Linked DNA regions of Xenopus tropicalis: region 1 is linked to region 2. Evidence: chromatin contacts called from public Hi-C data. All regions are on one chromosome and are shown on one strand. Each heading gives the region's core, a stretch centred on a gene start, on an enhancer-like site or on the middle of the called end of the contact. The rest is flanking DNA. Distances are from core to core; before and after follow the strand shown.

Region 1 (6,757 bases), core at 2,674-5,173, 43 kb after region 2:
AAGGCATTGCCATTTCAACACAGAATTTAGTCCCTCGAGGGGCACAGGGGGCAGGGCAAATAATGTAGGCCTCTTGGGTTTATTCAATATTTAAATTATTTTTACCACCACTTAAGTTATGATGATCCAAATTATGGAAAGATCCCTTATCCAGAAAACCCCAGGTCCTGAGCATTCTGGATAACAGGTCCCATACCTATATATATTTATAAGACATAACTAAAATGCTGTCATTTGGGGACCTGTGGTTAGCGATCAGCTCTACTATAAATAAGGTATATTTTTACATTATTACAAAAAGTTAGTGAAGTAAAAAACTGCAGTGGTGTAACTACCAGGGGGGCAGGACATGTGATAGCACCCATGCCGAACCACCATGTGGCACATCAGAGAAGGGACAGCTGTGAGACTGAGGACAGATCTTTAAAGGTGTTCACGCTTACGAACATGCACGTGTCTAGGTGGGATCCGGTGGGGGGGCCTGGTGCAATATCTGTGCAATTTTATACTATGAAACCAGGACTTCCAATAGAAAATTTGCCTCTTGATCCTAGTTTAAGAAGTCCCCCTATGACAAAAGAATCTATGAAAGATATTGATTAGCAGAGCCCTTAATATTATATGGTCCCCCCTACAAGGGTACCACCTGTATGCCCTTGATGGCTGCTCTGCACAAAACAATTCAATAACACGACCATTCATTTTGAGGACTAAATATCACTTTAGAAACAAGTGTTTGCTTATTACAGTAAAAATACACAACACTGTAAAACAGGTTATTTGCACTCGGAAAGCACAGAGAAGGTGGAAAAACGCTTTCATTAGCAAATGGAAAATTCAACATACAACATATTACAGGTCACAAAATCTGAATTGTGGAGACTTAAAACCCCTGTACGAATAATTATATTACATTTCACACTCTGGTTGGGTTCCCTCCCTCAGCGATGTTGGGGATGTACAGTATTATCATATAGAAAATATGTAACCTTCTAGTCATTATAAGAATAAATAGCAAAGATTTTCAGTGGAATAAAAACAACAACATTTATTGGCTCAACGCGTTAGGAGATTAGGATGCACCTGGTCATTGTTTGGTATAGTATGCTTTTCATATAAGTTATGTTTTTGTTAATTTGAGCCAATAAATGTTGTTGTTTTTATTCCACTGAAAATCTTTGCTATTTATTCTTATACTGACTCAGGACTTATTCAGTGGGATATAACTAGTAGATTCCCTTTCTGAAACCTATTTACTATTTATAACCTTCTAGTCATTGCAGTACTACTACACCCAGCAGCCAACATATAAACGGGCCCTCGGACTTCTGGTAGCGCAAAGATTGCCAACCCCGATATAGGTGGTTATGAATAATAATAGCAACATTTTGTTCCTGGTAAAGGATCTCCTTTATGATTAAAAAAACATAAACCAAAACCTCTATATTAAAGGTAGTCATGCTCAAACTTGGGTCCTCGGGTGTTCCTTGGCTCCCAACATGCTGTAAACCATGATACGATGATGCCAATTGTATAGTTTATAAAAGAAAATGGGGGCCAAACACCTCAGAATGTGCATCTTCTACAGTGTCGGACTGGCCTACCAGGATACCAGGAAAACTCCCGGTGGGCCCAGGTGTCAGTGGGCCTCTTGCTTCTAACTATTTGGCCTATTTCATGGTCATTCCCTATTTCTGTATAGGAACAAAGAAGCTTGATAGCTGGAAGAATAGAGTATAGTATGTAGAAAAAAAAGAGACCATGTTAATAAAGAGTTTGAAGGAGGAATTAAAGTTTTGTGAATGGGCCTATGGTCCGGGGTTTTCTGGACTGCCATCTCAGTCCGACACTGATCTTCCATCTTCCTAACTGTGAGCGGAAGAATAACCTTGTACTTATATATACAGTATATATATATAACAGGAATTTTTTTAAATGTTTGCTGAGGTCAAGGTAGTCTCCATACTTTCCAATAGCCAGTGCTGACAGGGAGATTTTCCATTTTTTAGGGTTTTCCACTTCACCAGGTAAAATACTTAAAATATAATAATCCCCTATAGAGCCCAGTGGAGGGATATTTTTAATGTAAAGCTGGGTATACACATTAAGTATGCTCTATGGCAAGGTTGCCAAATTAGTGTTTGTTTCTTAAGTTGGCCACTCACACACTGGGCTAAGTCAGGCTAAGTAAATCATTTGGCCCCCATGCCAATGACTGGATCATAATGGAAACTGTCAGGGGAGGGCTGTTTCATCATGCCAGTAAGTTTGATGGAATTTTCTTCCTTGTACAATAGATAACCAGATATTGGTTCAGCAGGCTGTTGCAATGGCCTTATACACGTGCCAATAAGCTTCCAAGACAGCACCTTTTCACGGCTTATGTATGATCACCTTTAGATGGTGCTGAAACTTAAAAAAATGCCTTTACAGAGACATCCAATATGGAGGCTCCTACTTATAGGATCAGATGCATATAAGTCATGTTCTCTTTATACAATGCACTTCACCATCATCGTTTATTACATATATAATCTAAAAATAAAGGAAACTTTCAAAGCAGGCAGCTTCTTGGGTAACAGAACTCTCTATTTCAAAATCCGACACCCCAGGGTTTAAATTGTAGCAAAAATTATTAGCAGAAAAATAAGCCTACAATAAAAAAAAAGAGGGAACCAGTGTGATTGTTTACATACATGGTAGCACGCTCCAAAAGCTTTCAGCACATCTGTGTTAAGAATGCTAAAAAAAATGCCAGTTTGGAGTATCAGAAAAAAAAGGTATTCTATAAACACTTAGTAAACTTTTATTAGATTTTATTTTTAGGTTTGCACTTTACGTTAAGAAGCAGGCCAATCTGTGCTACTGGCAGGTTGAGTTACTGGGTAATTATATCACTTTTTCCACATTTCTTCTGTGGCGTCCAGAGCAGCTGTATTTTGAGACCGTGATTGCAGGTTCCTCAGGTGCATACAAGTATAAACAGAAAGCCCTAAGTCTTATATGAAAAACCTTCCATTCTAAATGAAAAGCCAACTCAGTGATGTCACCAGAAAGAATTCAGAGGCTGCCCCATCGCTGAATAGCCTGGATTGAGCTGAAAATGGTTAAAACTAAACTGTAAATACCAAATAGATTTATATACTGGCATATAGACAAGGGAAACTCTAAATGCTATTTTGTTAGAAAAAAATTCCTACCAAAATACACAAACCCTAAAAAAATGTCATATCTGAAATTTAGTTTTATAGAAACCCAGAAAATCTGAACAAAAATGTGCAAAAGTGCAAAAATGGAATATATACATTAAAATAAAATGAATTCTGACGCAAACACAACAGGTATGGATTCCATGTGGATTCACGGAAAAAAGTTCAAAAACAAGTCAATAGTCAGAGGAAGATTTGTTAGTAAAACACGGGGGTTTTTTTTACACTTTTTATGAGGTTTTTTTTTAAGGCTGAATACTCTTTTGCTTGTGAAAAATCAGAACATTTAAGTGCCGTATATATGAAAGCTCTGAATATGCGATAGTGCAGATATTTGTTTTTGTCAGTGGAGTGAAAGAAGCCATTGAAATTGCTTTTATTATTTCCTGCTGTGTCTGGAACTGGAAATTACAGCTTCCCGAGCAGGAAGTAATATGAAGCACAGGAGATAAATGCACAGAGCTCACCACCCTCCTCGCCTGCTAGAAACAAAGCCTATAGCTCCTCATGTATGTATATCTTTATTTCTAAAGCACTACTTATGTACGCAGCACTGTACAGTAGAATATACATCAACTTCTCTCACTCTATTCTAAAGAGGCTCAGAATGCATTTAATTAGTCGTCAAAACCGGGCCCTCCAGCTGTAATGCGTTATTGCGGGCTGCCTACGGAAACTGGGAGTTGTAGTTTACGCCAGCCTGAGGGATGTGCGTGTGACAACCCTGCTTTTAAGCAACACACAAAAAGGGGGGGGTGCTATTTTTTTTCCCTGTAACAAGAAAAAGCAGAGTTTCAACTTGATCTGAAAACTGGTTTGACATCAAATTCTCCAGGCCAGCTTGTGTATTTGTCGCCTCAGTAGACATGTTAAAGATATATGCAGGGATCTGATTATCTAAGCGCTTCTAAACTACTACCTAGTGAAATGTGATCTGTGCAACATGAGACGGGCAGCTCCACCCAGCTCACAGAATCAACAAATCCAGAAATTGTTCTGTGGCAAGAGAACTGATTACTCCACAGGCAGCAATTCATTAGGAAAAGGGCATTATTTGTGTTCAATTAGAATTCACTAAGGTATGCTAAGCAGCCCTTGGCAGAAAGTGGGAAACAAAACCCCCAACAACATACCTTTTCCAATCAAATCACCATCTGTTTATACTAATGCCATTATTTCCCAGGCCCATTTCCTGTAGCTTTCTCTGAAAGCAATTTACATTTGCAGGGATGGACTGACTTTAATGGCAGATGTCTTTACCTTAGCTCACCCCTTAGTGAAAAAACTCTCTATAAACTTCAATTTGTATACAGGAAAAAAAAAAAATTTCTGCTGAAGCAAATGCATGGCGAGGTTAGATAGGAAAAAAAATAGCCTATTGAAGTTGTGTCCTCAGGGAAGAGTCACACGGAATAGCCCTTGTGTTAAACCCTTGACCTCCAGTCTTCCCCTCCTACCCCCACAGGGAGTCAGGAGGCATTTTGCATTTTATTGTCAGGATATCCTGGCTTGCAAATTCCTTTAAAAAGGCTCCTGACTGTCAAAGTGATGGTAATAAAATACTTGTTTTTTTTATTGCCTACTTAAAAAAGGGAATGGAAAAAGTCATTTCTATGCAAAAATAGTTACGCACAAATAAATGAAATCAATGGAGCAAAAATAAAATACCCGAAAGGTATCAAAATAGAACAGTTATGCTTTTGCTGCTTGTAAGAGACTAATCCTGTAGCCACTAGCCTATAGCACTAAACCTATAAGCTTAAATTAAGTAGTAGGGTCAGCTTTTTCCACCCCAAAAAAGTTTACAGCCAGCTATACCTCTTATATAAGAGAATATTTCTTCTACATTCTAGAAATCATCCTAAAAAGCAATGGGTCCTAGTCCATCAATTTAAATCCACTGCTATAGCAGGATTATAATTCTGGGGTGCCCTGTATTTGCCCTTTATTTCTGGGTCATACCAGAATATTTTGCATTTTCCACCTTGGTTTTACTTTTAAAAATAAATTAAACCAAAGATTAAAAAATGATACAAAAAGAACTGAAAATTGGATTTGGAATTGTCCATATGTTCCCAAACCTCTGTTATTAAGAATATAGCCCCAGTTGATATATATACATTGCTCTCTGACTTGTTCTGCACAGATAAGCCTAGCTCCAAGCACTTCCTCATCTGCAACTATGCCAAAAAATGTTGCGACACTCAAAGGTCACAGTGGCATCTTTACAAAACTTAAAGTCCCCACTTCTCCCCAGGATGGCATTTTTCTGCCTTAACATGGATAGCAAACATTCTTCACATTACAAAAATAAGATGTTGAAAGTAATGTCTGGCTGTGCTTTGCTCGCACGCAATAATACAGCCATAGCTTGTAGCCTTAAAGGAGAAGTTCACATACTAATTAACTTTTATTATACTGAAGACATTCTGAGATAAGTTTGCAACTAGCCTGTTTTATGGTGTTTGATTTATACAGCCCAGGTCTAGCAACCAATCACATTTGTTCAAACAGCTGACCAGTAAACAATGGTTGGTTGTTACAAGTTACTAGACAATTTTTGTTACATTATCTCTATTTGTTTGGCTGTCTCAATAAAGGACCAACAGGAGAGTTCTTGAATTAAAAGATAAGTAGTTAAAAATGATCAGACCAATTAAATCCATTATCATAACAATATGCCTTGTTGCCTTGTTACACAGACAGCAAAGCACCCCCTAGTGAAGGAATATACACCACAGGCCTTTATTAATAAAAAGGCTAACCCTCCATGGTCCTAACAGTAATAGAAGATGTAGGAGTGTGAAGGTGAAGGTAAGACCAAAGCTGAATGCAACATGGCGTGCAATAAATGCAGGAGATATATAAAACAAAGACAAAAACATTTGTTTATCGTTAAAATACATTTTAATTAAATTAAAAAAAATCATTCTGAAATATATGCTACAGAGTGGAACAGGCCATATTGGTGTGGATATTGACTTCTGACAAAATAAAGAAATAACAGACACGTACTTATTAATTATTATATTTTTTCTGCATTATAGTTAACATACGTACTCTTCTGTGTCACCCCTTATTTCTCAGTAAGTATTGATACTTTGCTATATTCAGACGAGTAACATTTTTAACTGTCCTTTGTAATAAATATCATAAAATAATAGATTCACATAATAAATATTCTTTACAATAAAAAAAGTTTTAACAGACTTTTGTCTTAAAAATAGTCAATATTCAACTTTGTGATTTGTACATAAAATATACAAAAAATGCCTGGGTGTGACCAAGACATTTGAAAAAAAAAAAAAAAACAACACTTAAAATATAGGAAAAACACACAAAAGGAAAAAAAACAGGTCACCAGCAGGAAACTATTGGTTCCAAGGGTGAAAGAGCTTATTTCTTTAAGGCTACTGAATTGTCTGGCATATAAAGATAAACTATAGTAACAGAAACACTATAAAGGCAGCACTGGACAGTCTGAAGCCCTTCAGATGGTGTTAAATTACAATTCCCAGCAAACTCCACCAGGTGGGAAGTGAGTGCAG
Region 2 (6,602 bases), core at 862-3,361:
GAATGGGACAATCCATAACATTCTGGATAAAAAGTTCAAAGTTTTCCCAGGTGCAACCAACAAGCTGCCTTTTTGCAAGCAAGAAAAAGGAAATGCTACCTGCTGATTGGTTTCTAAAAGTGACTAGACCTATAGCAAACTTTCCACCTTTATTACCTTACCTCAGGGATCCTCAACCTTTTTTACCCATGAGCCACTATCAAATGTAAAAGGTGTTGGGGAGCAACACAAGCATGAAAAAAAAAATTCCCGGGGGTGCCATATAAGGGCTGTGATTGGCTATTTGGTTGCCCCTATATGAACTGGCAGCCTACAGGAGGCTCTGTTTCACAGTACACCTCTGGTTTTTATGCAACCAAAACTTGTCGCCAAGCCAATAATTCAAAAATAAGCATCTGCTTTGAGGCCACTGAGAGCAACATCCAAGGGGTTGGTGAGCAACATGTTGCCCCTGAGCCACTGGTTAGGAATCAGTGACTTACCTTAAGTTAAGCGTAAGGTGAACTACTCATTCAGACCATACAGCTACATGAAATGTGCAACTAGATTTCATTTGTAACAAAGTTAGTTAAATGAATGGCAATATGGATACACAATGGCACCACAAGGAACCCTGTTCAGATAGGAAATATTGGTTTCACCCTGTAGCTAACAGTACAAAATGTAGAATGTCAGTGCCCTAAGAATGCCAGGAAGCAGAACAGCAGCACCCACGTACACCCCTGTGCCTGATAGATGCTCTGTGGATGCATTTTTTGCAAGGTCAAGGAGTTTGTACATTCTCCCCAAGTTTTTATGGCTTTCTTTCAGGTTCTTCATCCACACTTCAAACTAAATTGTCCCTACTGTGTATATATGTGATAGAGACCTTAAATTATAAGCTCCACTGGGGTGAATCATGTATAATTTCCGTAAAGCTCTGTGGAAATGTATCAGTGCCATACAGATAAGGGATCTGTTATCTGGAGACCCCTTATGCAGAAAATTCCGAATTACAGGAAGACCATCTCCCATAGACTCCATTATAAGCCAATAATTCAAATTTTGTAAAAATGATTTTCTCTGTAATAAATAAACAGTACCTTGTACTTGATGCCAGTTAAGATATAATAAATCCCTTTTTTAATGTTTAAATCATTTTTAATAGACTTAGGGCATGGAGATCCAAATGACAGAAATCCCTTATCCAGGAAGCACCAGGTCCCGAGCATTCTGGGTAATAGGTCCCATACCTCTATCAAAAGCAGAAAATAAATAAATATTTGAACACACTATGCTCTCCTTAGCAAACCTATGGGGCTGCTTAAGCTTAGCCTTTATAAAAGATGGAACCACAGTAGTCAATGATTTTTGCACCATAAAAATGAATAACAGCTATTTTAAAATAAAAGTTTTCATATACACATTGTTTGTGGGTTGTAGCTGTAATTCTGTTACACTTACTTTATAATTAATTCAGGAATTCATAATATCCTGGAGACATCAGTTTTCTAACACAAAAACATTTTGAACCCCTTTAACCTGTCGGGTGCTGGGATTTTCAGGCTGATCCCCTTCATCTGAAATGCTGGGAGTTGATGCCACATGATGAACACAGAACACCCTAAGGCAGAACTTTCTGATTTTAGAACTAATGCTTCCTGCAGATATAGTAAGGGTTAATTCTGTGCATGATGAATATTATTAAACACGGAGCATTTGCACAGCTTGTCACTGTTGTCTAAGGTCTCTCCTGCTTTTTGTAGAATGGGTTTGTAAAGGATTTAGGTACAACTTAAAGACTAAATACGTGATTAAATATCCCGTTAGTCACAGAAGACAGAGGTGCCTGCAGGTGACCCTAAACTCACCAGCTTTATCTCATACTTTAGGTTTAACATTCTAAAGTGCTTCCTTGAGGTCAAGAAAGGGTTAAACACTCTTTCCCAGACAATGCCGTGCAGAGAAACCTTCCTTCCTTCTGCATGTTCTGCCTGGCTAACTAAACTAAATGGGCCTAACACTCCTGTTGCAGCAGGCAGACTTGACCAGAGTTAAAACCAACAAAGGCACTTTCTGGTGGGTGCTTGTGAAATGCCGGGCACTGAATCAACAAGCAGAGTTCATTGACATGCAAATGAAGCTATGTACTCAGCAACACCTTCATTGCCCTTTTTGTCAACCTCCAGCTCCTGGAATCCAGTTCTGGAGCTGCTTCACTGATTTATTGTTTAAAAGGCACAATACGAGGCTGTTGATTAAAAAAGAAAATACATAAGGAGTGTTTTATTGCATTAATAAAGGCTTAATACCAGCTCAGTACTACAGAAGCTCTTCGAAGACATAGGGTTACCAACACCAATCTTTAAAAAGCCAGGCCTCCGTCAGGTTTCCCGAATATATGCAAAGGTTTTTGTTAGGTCTACATAATTCTGAAATAAGGTAAATATGCTCATTCATATTTATAAAATTCTTCTGCAGCTATTCTTGTCTCCCACTTACTATTTGGCGTGAACAAAAATATATCACAAAGGCAGCCTGTGCTTTAAAGGAGAAGGAAAGGCTAAGTCACTTGGGGGTGCCAAATGTTAGGCACCCCCAAGTGACTTTAATCGCTTACCTTTTACCCCAGACTGGTGCCCCTGTTAGGAGAAAACAGCACCAGCCCAGGGTACCTGTAGCGAGTGCTTCCTCCTTCCTTTTTCTTCTGCCAGCGAAATCCGCGGGCCGGCGCATGCGCAGTAGAGTGAAACGCCGACTTCTCTGTTCAAAGTTCGGCTTTTCACTCTACTGCGCATGCACGCGCAGCGAACAAGGAAGGAGGAAGCGCTCGCTGCTACCCCGGGCTGGTGCTGTTCTCTCTGTACAGGGGCACCAGCCCGGGTAAAAGGTAAGTGATCTAAGTCACTTGGGGGTGCCTAACATTTTGGCACCCCCAAGTGACTTAGCCTTTCCTTCTCCTTTAACCTTGCCCATGGCAGGTTTAAAGTATAACACTCTCTTGCATCTCTGCCCACTGTGCCTTGTGCCTAGCACTTTATTTACATTAATAAGTGCAATGGGTGCAACGGCCTAAAAAATGTAAGTGCGTCTACATTATGTATGGCTTTTCATTCTCCTTTTTTTTCCTGTACAAATACGTACTAATAATGTATCTGTGTATGCTGATCACACAAAATGATGTAGGACAACTTAATTAATTCATGGTGTGGCATCCTCGCACAGGATCTGGGCAAACTGGCAATCTGGGCAAATGATTCAGAGATAATAAATGTAAGGCTTAAAAATATAAATGCCACTTATTCCCATAATGTTAGAAAAAATTAAGTTAGAAAAAACTTTAATGGAGATGAAACAGCTGTAACAAGCAATGTCAGTCAGCAGCAAGAAAGGCCAACAAGGTATTGTCCTGTATTGAGTCATTCTTACCCTTTACAAATCACTGATGCTCTAATAAAGGTTATGGAAGGTCTCAGTTAATGAAAAGGTTGGCTAAGATGGAAAGGATTAAACAGGAGAAGAGATGTTTAAGGGTGGTTTGATACTATGTATAACTACATAAGGGGCAATACCTTATTTACCAATAAATCATTCCAGAAAACACGAGGGGAACCCCTTGAGATTAAAAGAAACAAAGGTTTTTTTAGTTTAGTTAAGTCCTTGGAAAATCAAACCATTTCCAAAAATCTCAATATCTAAATCTAATCTTTAAATATAAAACGTGACATTATTATCTTATTAAGAAAGGTATTTAGATGTATGGTTGCACATTTTCTATAACAGACATCATAAACTGAGCTCTTATGGTGAAGCCGTGATTGGCAGGGCAATAGCCAAAATGCTGCAGCTCGTCCCATTTTTTTTCATTCTGCACACATTCACGCTCCCAGAATTTCTCAACTATGTTTGTCTCTGAACAGGGTTGTGGATCACCCAAGGGCCAATGACCGCTTCCCTGTAGTTGCTCACCTGGTAATAGTATGCAGTTTACAAGACTGAGCCACAACCTGATGTTTTAGAGAAGGAACATTAAAAAATGCCTTAAAAATAAAAAAACAAAAAATAAAACACCAACTTCATTTTCCTAGATTTTAGATTTATTTGAAATGACATATTTTTATTGCACAATTCATAACATTTTCTGATGCCTTTAATAAAAAAAATGTAGTTCTGTTCTGTAAGGCTCTGAACATGGGATTTTAGATTGGACCTTGGATTCAGACTGGCTTTCAGATTGGATCTTGGACCACTGTGACATGATGCTAGAATCTCTACCATAAAGCATAACTGCTGCTTTGTGAGACAAGGAAATTAGTCTTAACCATTTGATTGCACTTCCTTGTGCAAGCACAAAAATGACAATAATGTTTTAAAATGTAAATACATCATTATTTTCATAAGTACCCTTCTTTTCTAAACATTACAGATTGATTTCAGGCACAATCAAACTTTATTTTTTTATGATATTATCCCTTTAAGAATTATATGATGGGGAGAATATTATTGGGTGATTGAATAAATACAGATAAGGTCAAGGTCCAATGCCATAAATATGTACAGAGCAAATTAATTTCTGAAGGAACCTCCCTTATTTGAGCAGCAAGCATGTACTCAAAGAAACAAGATAACCTAGGAAATGGAACTCATTTATCTAGACAGCATATCAAATTGTGCAAGAAAACAATGAGCACAGCGATATCATATTGCTTTTCTATTATTACCTATGTGCAATACAACAGAATTTACGTTGTAATAGAAATGCAGTTATTCACGAGAGGAAGGCATTGCTTAAACCTTACACGAAACTCCAACTTGAGTAAGGTGGATAGAAGCTCTCTGTGTTGACAGGGCTATAGAGTTTTTTTCTGAATTATCAAATTTATCCAGTATGGCTTGGCTGCTGGACATTCATTCTACCAGTTTTACCAATCATAGGTATAGGCAAATCTAAGAGACCTTGTGAACAGGGCATGAGGAACTCTTTACCCTCTTAGAATTGCTCAATAGATTTGTGCCTTATTAGGTATGGAAATGCTGCATACAGAAAGCGATAGTTGGACAGTATATAAAATAGTATTAAACAAGGAAGATTCACAGCTTTGTCTAATGAAAGAGCCATTACAGTATAAAATAAAGACTGTAACCAGTGGCTGGTGTAATAGTAATAAATAAATCACACAAATAAATAATAAAAGATAATAAATGTAATAAATGATCGCACAAAAATTATTCTTTCTTACAAATATTTAGTTGTTCTGTCCTTTCAATATGAAGTGGAAATATAGAAATGTATACGGCTGCTAAATTGATAAAGGATATGAGTAACTATGACACAGTTGATGCTGAAATGGACATTTAATCCATTTAACAAGGCGGGGCGATTTCGGGAAATCGCCGAAAAAGACTCGCGAGTCTTATTATTAGGGTTGTCATCTGTTCAGTCTGTTCAGACAAACAAATTTGATATTCCAATCACTTTTGTCATTAAGATTTTTTTTTAATTCCTTCTGATATATTACAGATTATTTCTGTGGGTTGGCATATCTGGGCAGTGGCTGAGGGCGTAGGTTGTGCTTCTGGCTATGCTGACAGATAGAGGTTCTATGCAGAACAGTACCATTTTCTATCAGTGCTCCAAGATTGTTTAATGCTCTTGTAGCTGGAAAAATAAACTTGTTAGAACACTGTTAGGTGCATGTACCCAAGTCTGGAAGTGAAATAAAGCTGGAAAGCCCTACATACACAACAGCACTGTGGGTTTTCTGCTGCAGCAACAAGTAAGGAACAATCCTTAACAAATACAGTTGGGACTAGACTGAGTTTAGCCACCTGGTAGACATGACTCAGCTTGAAAAGCCAGGTTCTGAGACAGGCAGTAAGTAGACCAAGGCTTGCAACTAAGATTCACAGCCAAGGGACCATGGTCAGAGCAGGCAGCAAAAGCAAAATCCACATAGGGCCATAGACAGCAAAAAATCAAACAGGTAATAATGGGAACAACCCCTTGCCGTGGCTAGCTGCATTCCAAAGCAGAACATAATGCCAACTTCAAAAATTGTTTTCAACAGAACAGAAGGCACACTGAAACAGCCGCCAACTTAGCCCATCTAGACCAAGTCAGCAGCTCAGCAGCCCAGATGATGCCTGATGATTAGTCTCCCTCCTAACTGATCTGGATGAAAATTAGCCAGATTTGGATTGGGCAGGTTTGAAAGTTCAGAAAGTTCTGCATCTCCCCACAAAACCTTTAAAAGCATCTTGTGCACAGGATGGTGGGGGCACTAAACCAGAGGGGTAACACTGAATGCAGGGCCCAGTGTGGTGTATAGGAATATGTATGTAAACATAAGTGGGGCAGTAGTGACCTCATAAATCTAACTCCTGGTCAGGCTAAAGAATTATATTGGCTATACAATTAAAAATACAGATTTGTATGCTACACTTCACCCCAATTTTTTTTTCTAGGTGATCAGGATGCTTCCACATCATTTTTAAACTGGCGTCTGATAAAACCGACTCAAATGTATATATTGAGTAAAAGAGAAGGCTCACTTTAATCAAACTGCATTTTGGTTGTTGTGGAACACCGCATACCTGAAAAGACATGAATAATAATGGGCTAA

The links. A called contact is a pair of places that touch in the nucleus more often than the background predicts.
Region 1: a Hi-C map of neurula embryo shows a contact between it and region 2, with 1.8 times the contacts expected there. The contact joins two enhancer-like sites. A contact is called at or near these places in 4 of 5 Hi-C or Micro-C datasets (brain, gastrula embryo, neurula embryo and 1 more).

What each region holds. Positions count from the first base shown.
Region 1 is chr1:65,655,303-65,662,059 of UCB_Xtro_10.0, forward strand. It overlaps spry1 (sprouty RTK signaling antagonist 1), which reads right to left. Exons shown (of 2, transcript NM_001006930.2): 2 at 6,094-6,757. Among named protein-coding and RNA genes, the nearest start is that of spry1, 7.7 kb to the right of the region's middle. Within about 2 kb of position 3,924, at least 3 of the 11 cell types and tissues checked have an H3K27ac peak or open chromatin away from gene starts, as enhancers often do. A contact at or near this core is called in neurula embryo, where this site is marked.
Region 2 is chr1:65,614,505-65,621,106 of UCB_Xtro_10.0, forward strand. No RefSeq gene overlaps it. Among named protein-coding and RNA genes, the nearest start is that of spry1, 49 kb to the right of the region's middle. Within about 2 kb of position 2,112, at least 4 of the 11 cell types and tissues checked have an H3K27ac peak or open chromatin away from gene starts, as enhancers often do. A contact at or near this core is called in neurula embryo, where this site is marked.